Regions from separate parts of the Macaca mulatta genome. Here region 1 is linked to region 2. The links are chromatin contacts, called in public Hi-C maps. All regions are on one chromosome and are shown on one strand. The core of a region is the stretch at or near the end of the contact, and the rest is flanking DNA. Distances in the headings are between cores, read along the strand shown. Region 1 holds the start of JADE2 (jade family PHD finger 2). Region 2 holds the start of CDKN2AIPNL (CDKN2A interacting protein N-terminal like).

Evidence for each region. Hi-C and Micro-C count contacts between places; a contact is called where the count stands out from the background.
Region 1: a contact with region 2 is called in a Hi-C map of cortical neurons, with 4 times the contacts expected there. The contact joins the promoter of JADE2 here to the promoter of CDKN2AIPNL in region 2. A contact is called at or near these places in 7 of 14 Hi-C or Micro-C datasets (CD4 T cells, blood, cortical neurons and 4 more).

Annotation. Positions count from the first base shown.
Region 1 is chr6:143,439,859-143,445,440 of T2T-MMU8v2.0, forward strand. JADE2 (jade family PHD finger 2) reads left to right here and starts at 1,300. Exons shown (of 12, transcript XM_015140936.3): 1 at 1,300-1,673. LOC144341290 reads right to left here. Exons shown (of 5, transcript XM_078004368.1): 3 at 4,822-4,998; 4 at 4,496-4,667; 5 at 3,532-3,964. The coding sequence ends at 3,624.
Region 2 is chr6:143,328,851-143,334,978 of T2T-MMU8v2.0, forward strand. CDKN2AIPNL (CDKN2A interacting protein N-terminal like) reads right to left here and starts at 2,311. Exons shown (of 3, transcript XM_015140930.3): 1 at 2,046-2,311; 2 at 319-418. The coding sequence starts at 2,284. LOC144341541 (a long non-coding RNA gene) reads left to right here and starts at 2,538. Exons shown (of 2, transcript XR_013418539.1): 1 at 2,538-2,892.

The sequences.
Region 1 (5,582 bases), core at 50-2,549, 110 kb after region 2:
TCCTAAGCAAGAGGTATTTTCAAGGGCTCATTAGAAGGCCTGGGTCTCACCCCAAGTCAGGGAACCACCTCAGAAGCAAAGTGCCGCTCATAAAATTCTTCTTGCCAAGACAGCAGTCAGATCCCCCCATCCCCAATCAAACCAATAATAGTAATACTTTTTCTTTCTGGCAGTGTGGTAAAATAGAAACCACGTAGGTCTCAAGGTCAGCTAGACCTAGGAGCCAATTCTGCCAGCACTTACTAGCCGTATGGCTGCGGTAAGTTACTAAACCTTTCTGAACAGGTAAGAAGGGGTTTGCGGGAGGATGAGATGGAATAGCTTACAAAATCACCAGTACACGGCAGGTGCACTTTAAATGGTCACCCCTTCCTCATTCATCTCTGGAGGTCATCTCTTTAGACTGCACCACTGTAAACTGGTACCCTCACTCCCACCCCAGAATGGACACCTGGACCTTGACCATCAAGCTTCAGAGAACAATTTCACCCTTCCAAGAAAAACCCCACTTAGGTACCAGGCAAAGTGCTAATGAGCACTATGCACCCTGTGCCAGCTGCTGCTTTACACATACCACATGTATATGTACATACATACATATATGTATATGTGCACACATGGCCTCAGCAACCCTCCAACCACCCCATTCTACCCAAAAGGAAAAAGAGATTCAGGGAGATGAATTCACTTGCCCACATCACACAACTTCCAAAATGCAAAGCCAGGATTAGAACCTAAGTATTTAACCATTTTGTTGCACACTCCAAGTCTGCAACACCTGTTTCCAGGCTCTGAACTTGGCTAGGGAAAAATCCCACCAATTGACCACTGAGAGCCACAGCCAGGTCTACTTGGGAGGTAATACCCAGACCATCCCCTTGCCAGACAATTATCCTCAGACTTTGTGAATGAAGGCCAAGGAAGAGGAAATGTTGCAGTGACTCTGAGCTCATATTTCTTTCTTGTTGCAAAAACTGCTTATTTCAGCATCCATCATCTCCCTCTTTGTTGGGTAGACAATCCGCCCTGTCAAAGGATTTGTGCTGTTATTATGAGTTTGTTTATTATTAGATTTATTTCTCCTATAAGCAAATGTGTTCACAACATTCCATCGGGGAATCTTCTTAATTGTCACATAAATGTCATCTTATGTAAATTGAATATTTATCTTCCCATGGAAGGGGGTGGAGGGGTAAGGAAGAATAAACAATCTTCAGTCTTGGAGAGGGAAGGCAAGTCTGGTGTCCATTCAAAACTCACCCACATGCCTTCAAAGCCAAAGGTGAGCTGAAAAATTATTGGATAATCTTTGAGGGGCAGCCGAGCATGAGGGGGAAGAAAAAGTTGGCCACGATGCTTTGGGGATGTTGGGCCAGGCTCCCCACAACCTCCTCCCGAGGCCACACCACCCCCTCCCCAGTCAGAGGCATTCCGAGGAGGTTGAAGCCTGACCCCCGATTCCTCCCCGACCAGGAGGCCAGTCCTTCTCCTTCCTCGAGAGAAGGTGAACTCGGCGGGCGCAGCGGGTTGGGTGGGTGTGGCCCGCGGCTCCGGGAACAGACCCAAGGCCCCGCCACCGCCGGCTAGCAGCCCGAGAGCCCGCCCGCCTGGCGAGCGCAGGCTCTTCTTCCAGAAACTGCGAGGATCCGAGCGCACTGTTTGTGCACCACAAGGTCAAGTCGGGAAGTGGAGCCGGAGGAGGAGGGGCGAGGAGACGAAGGGTGGGGAGAGGGGCGCCCCGCTTCCTCGCCATGTGCCAGCCTTTGGAAGTTACCCCTCGGTTTTTAACCCTTTCGGGGTAATGGGAAGGAAGAGCAAGGAGGAAGGGGTCGCCCCGGGGCAAAATCCTACTGGGGCCAGGATGTGCAACCAGCCACCCACCCACCCATCACTGCCTTCTCCACCCCCCGGAAATGCGGGGCAGCGCTAGGCGCCAGGAGGCAGTCGGGAGGGGGGAGGGGGCGACGAGCCCAATGGGGACCCTCTCTACGGACCGCCCCTCTTTTCTTGAGGTCGCCTACAATTTCAAGTTACCCCGCCCGGAATGTTAGTTTTCCATTTGGAGTGGGTGCGGGGAGGAGGGCCGCGCCCCCTCCCCAAGACTCGCGTGCGCCCCTCCACTCCCCTCCTGCCAGCACTTTCTGCTCACTTCTGGCGCTGCAAAACGCCACGCGATTTATTCGATTCGCATTTTAAAACCAGCGATTCAGAAGCAGGGCCTAGGGCGAGGGTCTTCCAGCGCTGGAGGGCCCCGGGGGGCGGGGTGCTCAGTGCAAACCTCGTTCCCTCCGCGAGTGTCGCCTCCAGGCTGTTATTTGCAAAGAAACGTCTTTTTGACGCAGGGAGAAATGGCAAATTTTAAGTACGTCATTAATATGGCGCCAAAAGATTTTTTTAAGTATAAGCTTGCTTTTTTTTTTTTTTTTTTTTAAGGTTGCGGGGGGCGCCGCCCGGGTCTGGGGCGCGTAGGGGGCGGGGTGTGAGCAGAAAGTGTGAGTGAAAGAGTGGAGGGGCGGGGTATGTGTGTGAGTGTGTGAAGTGTGAGCAGACCTGATGGGACTTGCACGGGCGCAGCCGCCGCTCGGGCCCGGCCCTGGGGACAGGGCGGGCTGGGGGCGCCCCAGAGTCCATAGGGAGTCCGGGCCCAGGGTGCCGCCAGGCGTGGTGGTGGGGGCGGTGAGGCAGGGCACCCTCCCCCCACGGGGCCCGCAACGCTACCTGGACTCCCCGCCGGAGCCAAACAACTGGGCGGGGGGGTGGGGGGCGGCGACGGGGGTGTCGGGAACGGAGATCCGAGTGAATAAGAAAAAAGTGGCTACTCCCCCTCCCTCGCTCCTCCTGCCCGCCCCCACCCCACCCCCACCCCAACACATTTTTTTTTTTTCTAAAGAGATCACAAGGAAGTCTTGGTTTAAAAAGAAACAGAAACATACACAGGGGGTTGGTGAATGGTGCCGACCGCGGCCATCGCAGTTGGAGGCTATTTTTTGGGGGGGTGAGTAGCGTCCATGGAGTTACTTTGCGCCCACTCCTAGCGGCACCGGCTCAGGTCCGGCGGGCCGACAGTCCCCGGCGGGGGGCGTGGGGCCGGGGACGCCGCGGGCCCGGCCGCCTCCCTCGCCGCGACCCCGGATGGATGCGCGCCCCCCGCCCTCCCGCGCCGGCCCCAGGAGCTCCCGGCTTCGGGAGCATCCTTCCCGCGCCGGTCCCTGCAGCGGCGCGTAGCCGAGGGCAGCGCCAGTCAGGGGGGCACCGCGAAGCAAGGTAAGATCCAGCCCCCGGCGGATGGGCCCTGCGCATCTCCACGACGTTATTTGGTGTTTTTGCAACAGATCTGCCAGCGCTCTTCGCTCCCTCGCTCTCTCTTGCTCGCTCGCTCCCTCTCTCTCCTGCTGGCTGCCTGTTCTAGGAAGCCAGCGCGGAGGGGGGGGGGGGATGCACAGCACAGGGGAGAGAGATTGCGCATGTTGGTCAGTCGTGTTTTAAAGAGTACAGTGCGGGGAGGCTGAGAGGGGCGCATGCAACAACAACTTTTGGAAGGGTGAGCTTGGCGACCTTCTTTATTAATGACTGCGGCAAAGCGCCCCCGGGCCGGCGAGGGGGCGCGGGCGGGCGGGGGCGCGTCAGGGCTGCAACTTGCCCCGCGGGCTCCGGTCGGGCGTAGGGGCTGCGGCGGGAGATGGGTACGGTGGGGAGGTCGAGCAGCCGGGGCGGGGGCTCTGAGAACCTGGAGCTCTCTGCCCTCCTGTCTCCCCGAGTTTCATTTTGTTGATACGCAGCACGTCCGGGCGCCGAACCGGGCTGAGCCGGTGCACATGACCTCGCGCTGGGCTCACGTGCAGCCGGTCCGGTCCCAGGCACCTTCCGGGGGCCACCGCCTCCGCCCTGTCGCCCCCTCTCCGGGCCCGGTGCACGCGGGTGCTGCACGCGGGGGCAGCATGCTCGGCTCCTGGGGTTGGAGGCTCTGCACAAATTAGACAGTTTTTTTTGGAGGGGCGGGGGACACCCTTTACAGGTGAGTGTGGAGGGTGCGGAGCCTCGGCGCCAGGGGTGAGGACTGGGGTCGGGGGCAGCCTCCACCTCCGGGGCCGCGCGGGAGTCCAGCTGGGGAGAGGCGCTGGGAGAGTGGAAATGTACCGGCGGCGGCCGGAGCGGCGGGTGCGCGCCCGCGGGGCGACGGCAGGGGGCGTGGCCCTTGTTTACCTTCTCCCAACTCTGCCGGTTCGCGTCCCGCTTCAGGGACGGATCCGCAGTCCCCTGCCCTCTGCCTCGGGCCCTGCACCCTGGGTGGTACCAGGAAGATGCCGGCTTGTGGCGGACCCCGTTTGGGACGCATACACCTGACTCTCAAATGAGTGACATTGCAGCCCCCGCCCCCACCAAGCGCTGCTGCAGTCCCTCTGCCGGATCCCCGGCCCCGCCCCGCCCCCGGCAGTGGCATCTTCCCGGCCTCACCTCCTTCCTCCCTCTCCCTCCCTTCTTCCCACCCACTCGCCTGCGCCTGCGGAGCGGCGCCCGCCCGCCTCTTCCCCGCCTGGGTGCAGACTTGTGGCTCCCCATGGTTTCTTCCCGCCCATCCCTGGGTCCTGAGACACCCTCTCCTCTCGGCGAAGGGATGAGGGGTCAACTTGGCGATTCGCAGCTGTTCTGCCGGAGGATGGGGATGCCTGCGAGACAGCCAGGAAGGCTTCACTGTAGCTTCCAGAGGCCCAGCCCTGTCCCCTACTACACACAGCTACCACCCCACCCGCCCCAGGGCTCGGCTGCCCTTCCCGGCGTCTCTTAAACCCCTCCCCCGACCTGGGTGTCAAGCCCACCCACCTCCCGGCGCCGCCCCCGGTCCGAACAGCCTCTTGCCCTTCCTTCGCCTGGGCCGGAGCCCCCCGCAGCCTCCTCCGGCTCCTCCTCCCGGCTCCCGCGGTCGGAATCACGCCGGCGCGCCTCCAGCCTGCGGTCCCGCGGACTGCCTCCAGGGGCGGGCTGGAGGCGCGCGCAACTCTCCTCCCAATCCCCTCAGCCGCTGCCGCTGGCCTGGGCACTTTTTTACCAGCTTGGCTGCTGGCCTCTTGCTGGAGGCTGGGGGAGGTGAAGGGTCACTGGGTGTCTTTGCCCTATGCCGAAGGCACACTGCGGCCGGCGATTCTGGTCTGCAGATTTCCAAACCTCGCCACTGCGTCTAGCACCCCTGGCTCATCTTCTGCAGGATCCTGAGGCACAAAGTTTTATCCCTGGTCAGAGTTTGTAGGGGGTCATCGAGAGGTGTCATGTTTCCATTCAGAGCGGTTCCAAAGCAGCTAGGAAGGGGCTGAGTGGGACCTGCTGCCATGCCTTTGTTGGAAGGAGGACCCTTGAGCTCTGATCCCAGACAAGCCGTCCGGACGCCCCCTGAACATTTATGTCTGCAAACTGAGTCCTGGGTCTGGGAGGTGGTAGAGCCGCCTGGCCCCTCCTCTCGGAGTGGCATTAACTCCCTGCCTTCACTGGTAAAATTCCCAGTAGGACATTTGGCAAAAGGACTGAGCATGGAGCTGCCAACCGGGCCTGGCTTTGTTTCCTGGGTTCCCAGGCTTCTCCCCTACTCT
Region 2 (6,128 bases), core at 1,061-3,560:
TTTTTAACAAGTAGGAAACAAGTATTCTAGCCAACATTTTTTTAAACATCAAGCAAAAATCTCAAAACAATGTTCCTAATCACCCAGAAGAAGTTAAGCTTATGTGTTACCTCATCAACAACGCATAATTTATCACAATGTGTTGTCAACTACTTATGAAAAGGTTATACCAATTATGGGGAAATAATAATGAAAAGGTATAGGTCTTTGGGGTAGTAAACAAGAGCACTCAAAAACAATACTCTAATATAGTGTCATCAAAGCAGGGACTGTTAACTCTACACCATTTCATCACATACACTTGGAAATCCTATTTACCTTTTTCATTAACTCACTTCTGGTAGTAAATTGTGGCAGGTCTTCCACTTCAATCCCATCGGCCATTTCCATCACCTTGTCTAAAAGGTCTTTATTGTAACTGCACAATAAAAAGTAATAAGGTAAAAACCTCGGAAGAATTGTCATTGTGAATTAATAAGAAACTGCAGGTTGCTCAACCATAAAATCAACTCTCAGAGAACTGATCTGATACTGCAGGGCAAACCTATACATGTTCAGCACAAGGTTTTGAGATGGAGTCTTGCTGTATCCCCCAGGCTGGAGTGCAGTGGTGTGATCTTGGCTCACTGCCACCTCCACCTCCCAGGTTCAAGCAATTCTCCTGCCTCAGCCTCCTGAGTAGCTGGGATTACAGGCATGTGCCACCATGCCCGGCTAATTTTAGTATTTTTAGTAGAGACAGGGTTTCACCATGTTGGCCAGGCTGGTCTCGAACTCCTGACCTCAAGTGATCTTCCTGCCTCGGTCTCCCAAAGTGCTGGGATTACTGGCTTGAGACACTGCGCCTGGTCCTGTGAACACTTCTTGCTTGTAGATACAGAAGTGGACTTTATAAATACCAGTAGAGCAAATGTTTCAAGATTTAGAAGAACAGAGGCACTGTACATCTAACAACAGATATTCTCAGATACGGGATGAGGGCCAAAATATTTTTGTTTATTTTTTAAATACATGGAATGTCAGTCTAACAAAAACATTATTTATTTGCCCAATTCTCTGACATTCGCCTAACCATGGAAAACCAGGATTTCCCAGGAGCACCTAGAAGGCAGGGAAAAGGGACGGGTGCCTCTGGCATTGGTTCCCTACGTACTGTTCTAATAAACCCCAATATGTGAAGCAAAACCAAGTGGCTTAGGCCTGGAGGGGCCAAATGACCAGAGTCAGGCAACCATAATAGGTATAGAAACCAAGATCAAACCAAGTCACCCTATTTTCCTAACACAATTTCAGGAAAATGGAGGCTCTCTAACAGGGAGTCTCAAGATTTGCCACCTTCCTCATGGAGGGGTGAAGGGAATGCCTTATCAGGCACTTCAAAAGCGAGTCTTTGTCCTTTTGGTGCAGCAGCCAGGATGAAGTGGGCTTTGGGACCTTGACAAAAAGGCATCGGTCATTTTCATAAGAGGGAAAACAAAGAGGTAAAGCTGGTTCCTACTTAGGACCCAGTGGGCTGTGGAGTGAGGACAAAAAGGCACAGGATACAGATTACATCCTGTCATTAGTGGTTAAAATCCATCAAACCTGCCAGAAGCTGCATGGTCCTAGTTACATCACTTCCCTCCCTAAGCTTTTTCATCTGTAAAATGGGGATCTCCGTTTCTGTCTCTGCACTTTGCCATGTAGGTGACAGAGGCTAACGGACTTCGAATGCACACTGCAAAGGTGATGGTTTGAGCTAATAATGGTAGTAATACATATAACAATAGCAACTTTTGAACCCGCCATGTATTTAGCTCTTCACCCTTTAATTATTACAGTCATCATAACCACCCTTTTACCAGAAGAGAAAACTGAGGCTCAAAGATAAGGATCGTTCCAAGGGGCCTTCAGGGTGGGAATCAGTCTTCGGGCCGGGCAATGCGGATGGAGGTTGGGAGCGGGTTCAGTCTGGGGCAGAGGTTCGGGTCAGGGGTGAGCCCTGGAAGAGGGCTTGAGGGTCGGAAGAGAGGGGACAGGATCAGCCGGCCGGCAGGGGTCCGCACCTGCAGCCTAGGAAGAGATGGTTGGCCCAGACCATGGAGAGGGACAGCAGCTGGTCCAGGCGGCCACCGCCGTCGGGCGGGTCGCGGTAGTCGGGCAGGTGGCGCAAGATGAATTCCATGCGGGCCTTCCATTGCTTCTCGCTCTCTGAGTAGGAGCGGAACTGCTCCGCGAAGTCGGCCGCCTGCCGCACCCCCGAGACCAGCTCCTCCACTGCAGCTGCCGCCTCGCCACCGACCATGGTGCCCGCTGCAGCCGAAGACCGGATAGCCCGCCGCCTTCCCGTCGCGCACTGCGCCACCACCTGCCAGCCAGAGGGGCCCCGTCAGCGCACGACTGCTCCAGAAGACCAGCCTGGAGCGCCCTCGCCCGGAGCGGCGGCCTGCGGGGGCACAGAGCGGCTCCTGGCTCCTCAGACCGCCGCAGCCCGCGGCGCATGCCCTGGGTCTACCCAGGGCTGCAAGGGCCCTTCGCGGTCGACCCTGCTGGGAACCGGTGGGAAAACTGAGGTCCCTAAGCACAGAGTCGGAGCGCCCTCTTCCAGTTGGCAGCTGGATGCCAGTCAGAGCTATGCTGTATCTTTCTTGCCCTGGGAGTTTCCCAGGCACCGCCTCATCCTAAGGGATATCAGGGGGCCCGGGTCAGGGATAGATAGGTCCACTTCCAGGGGTCTCCACAGCCACGCAGGTTGGGGCCCGCCTTCCTGGAGCGAGTAATCCATCCATCCGGTGAATACTTGCCAGGCACATTGCTAGGTGCTGGAGAGGCAATGAGAGCACACTCGGAGCCCTGCTCGCCTGAACTTTACCATCGAGTGGAGGAGCAGACATTAGTGAACTAATTGCTCAAGTAAGTGGAGAATTTCAGCGTTGACAAGTACTAGTAAAGAGAAGTCCAGCGTGCTACAACCATGAATAAGCAAGGAAGGGACCCAATCTAGTCTTGGGGTCAGGGAAGTGATCCTGGAGAACTGAAGAATGAGCAATTTTCTGAGAAAAGGGGAGTCGGTCAGAGCAAGAAAGAGCATGGCCTGGTAAGAGAATTGCAAGATACGGGGTAGGAGGGGCTGGGGGGCAGGGCAGGTAGAGAATGGAGAAGATGAGGTTGCAGAGGTCAGCAAGGCCAGTAGGCCAGGCAGGGATCCTGGCTAGATCCCAAGAATGGGGAGCCACTGAAGGATTTTAACCAGAACAGTGACACCTGGGTTTACAAAAGATGCTGGAAGGAGTCAGAAAGAATGTGTCCAGAGGAAATGAGCAAGTTTGGATTTGGTTTTAAATAGAGACAGGGTTTCGCCATGTTGCCCAGGCTGAGTCTCGAACTCCTGAGCTCAAGTGATCTGTCTCAGCCTCCCAAAATGCTGGGATTACACGTGTGAGCCATCGCGACTGGCTAGTCCTGAAAGTTTCTATTTAGCTGGCATGACTCGGCTGTCTGTTCTAGGCTCAGGTAGCAGACACACTGAGAGACAAAAGAGCTTCCTTTAAAGTGGTGAATTCCCCATCCCTGGAAGCATTCAAGTACAGTAACTGGGTGTTGGGGCTCAGAAACCAATACCTCAAAATGTATTTTGACATGCTGAACTGATGAAGAAGCCTCAAGGTCTCTCTGACCTCACCCACCACCACACTCCTGTCTGTCAATTCTTTATTCCTCCCAAAGCCTAAGATGAAGTTGTTCCCTTATCTGCCTAAATTTAGTCCAGAACACCAAAGGAAACAATTACCTCTGGTTCCCTCCCTGAGTTTTCATTAACTGAACTCGTTTTGCAGGAGGAAAGACTGAAGTATGTCAACACACCAGGACAGACTTTTGTCACAAACCCTTGACTCCTCTGCAGGCCCAACAGACTTTGTCCCAGGCCATTGCATGTTCTTCAAGCCCACTGAATTACCCTAAAAATCACAGGCTGGGCGCGGTGGCTCAAGCCTGTAATCCCAGCACTTTGGGAGGCCGAGACGGGCGGATCACGCGGTCAGGAGATCGAGACCATCCTGGCTAACACGGTGAAACCCCGTCTCTACTAAAAATACAAAAAACTAGCCGGGCGAGGTGGCGGGCGCCTGTAGTCCCAGCTACTCGGGAGGCTGAGGCAGGAGAATGGCGTAAACCCGGGAGGCGGAGCTTGCAGTGAGCTGAGATCCGGCCACTGCACTCCAGCCCAGGCTACAGAGCAAGACTCTGTCTCAAACAAACAAACAAACAAACAAACAAAAAAACTAGCCGGGCGAGGTGGCGGGCGCCTGTAGTCCCAGCTACTCGGGAGGCTGAGGCAGGAGAATGGCGTAGACCCGGGAGGCGGAGCTTGCAGTGAGCTGAGATCCGGTCACTGCACTCCAGCCTGGGCAACAGAGTGAGACTCCATCTCAAAAAAAAAAAAAAAAAAAAAAAAAAGGCCGGGCGCGGTGGCTCAAGCCTGTAATCCCAGCACTTTGGGAGGCCGAGACGGGCGGATCACGAGGTCAGGAGATCGAGACCATCCTGGGTAACACAGTGAAACCCCGTCTCTACTAAAAATACAAAAACTTAGCCGGGCGAGGTGGCGGGCGCCTGTAGTCCCAGCTACTCGGGAGGCTGAGGCAGGAGAATGGCGTGAACCCGGGAGGCGGAGCTTGCAGTGAGCTGAGATCCGGCCACTGCACTCCAGCCTGGGTGACAGAGCGAGACTCCGTCTCCAAAAAAAAAAAGAACACTAAAGGATGTAAGATTTTACTCCTATTTCAACCTAACAAGTATCCATACAACAATTTCAAAGGATACTGGCAAAAGACACAGATTCTGAGACAAAGAAAAGATCTTCATTACTCACAGCACAACAAGCAGCATGAGCTTCATGTTTGCCCTGCCTCCCCTTGTCCCCCAAGTCCCACAGGCGCTATGCCAAGGGGCACAGTTAGATGAGGTATACGAAGTGGGTTTGTTTCACAGCCGAAGAACCCCAAATTGAAAGGACATCAATAATTAATAAAGAAGAACTACAAGCATATTTGCCCAACCTTTTCTCCAGAGCAATTACTTTTATCTGGACAGTAAATACACCTGCCCTTTGCTCTGGAGATAGACACTATCTCCAGGCTGTTTCGAGGACAAACATCCTTAAAAAGATATAACTTTTTTTTTTTTTTAATATCTTTAAAACATAGGCACAGGGTCTCACCGTTTTGCCCAGGTTGGTCCCAAACTTCTGACCTCAGGCAATCCTCCTGCCTCAGCCTCCCAAAGTGTTGAGATTACAGGCATGAGCCAACATGCTGGCCTTTGTTTAACTCTTAAGATGTACAAATAGGCTGGGCACAGTGGCTCACACCTGTAATCTCAGCACTTGGTGTTTTTTGGTGTTTTTTTGAGATGGAGTTTCACTCTTGTTGCCCAGGCTGGAATACAATGGCACAATCTTGGCTCACGGCAACCTCCGCCTCTCGGGTTCAACTGATTCTCCTGCCTCAATCTCCCAAGTAGCTGGGATTACAGGTGCATGCCAATACACCTGGCTAATCGGGGTTTTGCCATGTTGGCCAGGTTGGTCTCGAACTCCTGACCTCAGGTGTTCCGCCCACCTCAGTCTCCCAAAGTGCTGGGATTATAGGCATGAGCCACAGTACCCGGCCAATCTCAGCATTTTGGGAAGCCAAAGTGAGAGGATTGCTTGAGTCCAGTAGTTCAAGACCAACTTGGGCCACATAGTGGGACCCTGTCTCTACAAAAACTAAAAAAGTAGCCAGGTGTGGTGTTACACGCCTATAGTCCCAGCTACTCAGGAAGCTGAGGTGGGAGGATTGCTTGAGACTGGGAGGTTGAGGCTGTGGGGAGCCATGATTGTGCCACTGCACTTTAGCCAGGGTGACAAAGTGAGAACCTGTCTCAAAAAAAAACAAGGCGGGGTAGGGGGGAGGAATAGCATTAGGAGATATACCTAATGCAAATGACGAGTTAATGGGTGCAGCACACCAACATGGTACATGTATACATATGTAACAAACCTGCATGTTGTGCACATGTACCCTAGAACTTAAAGTATAATAAAAAATAAAAAAATAAAATGAACTTAAGAACTCAAAAAAAAAGAAAAAAAAGGCCCAGCACGG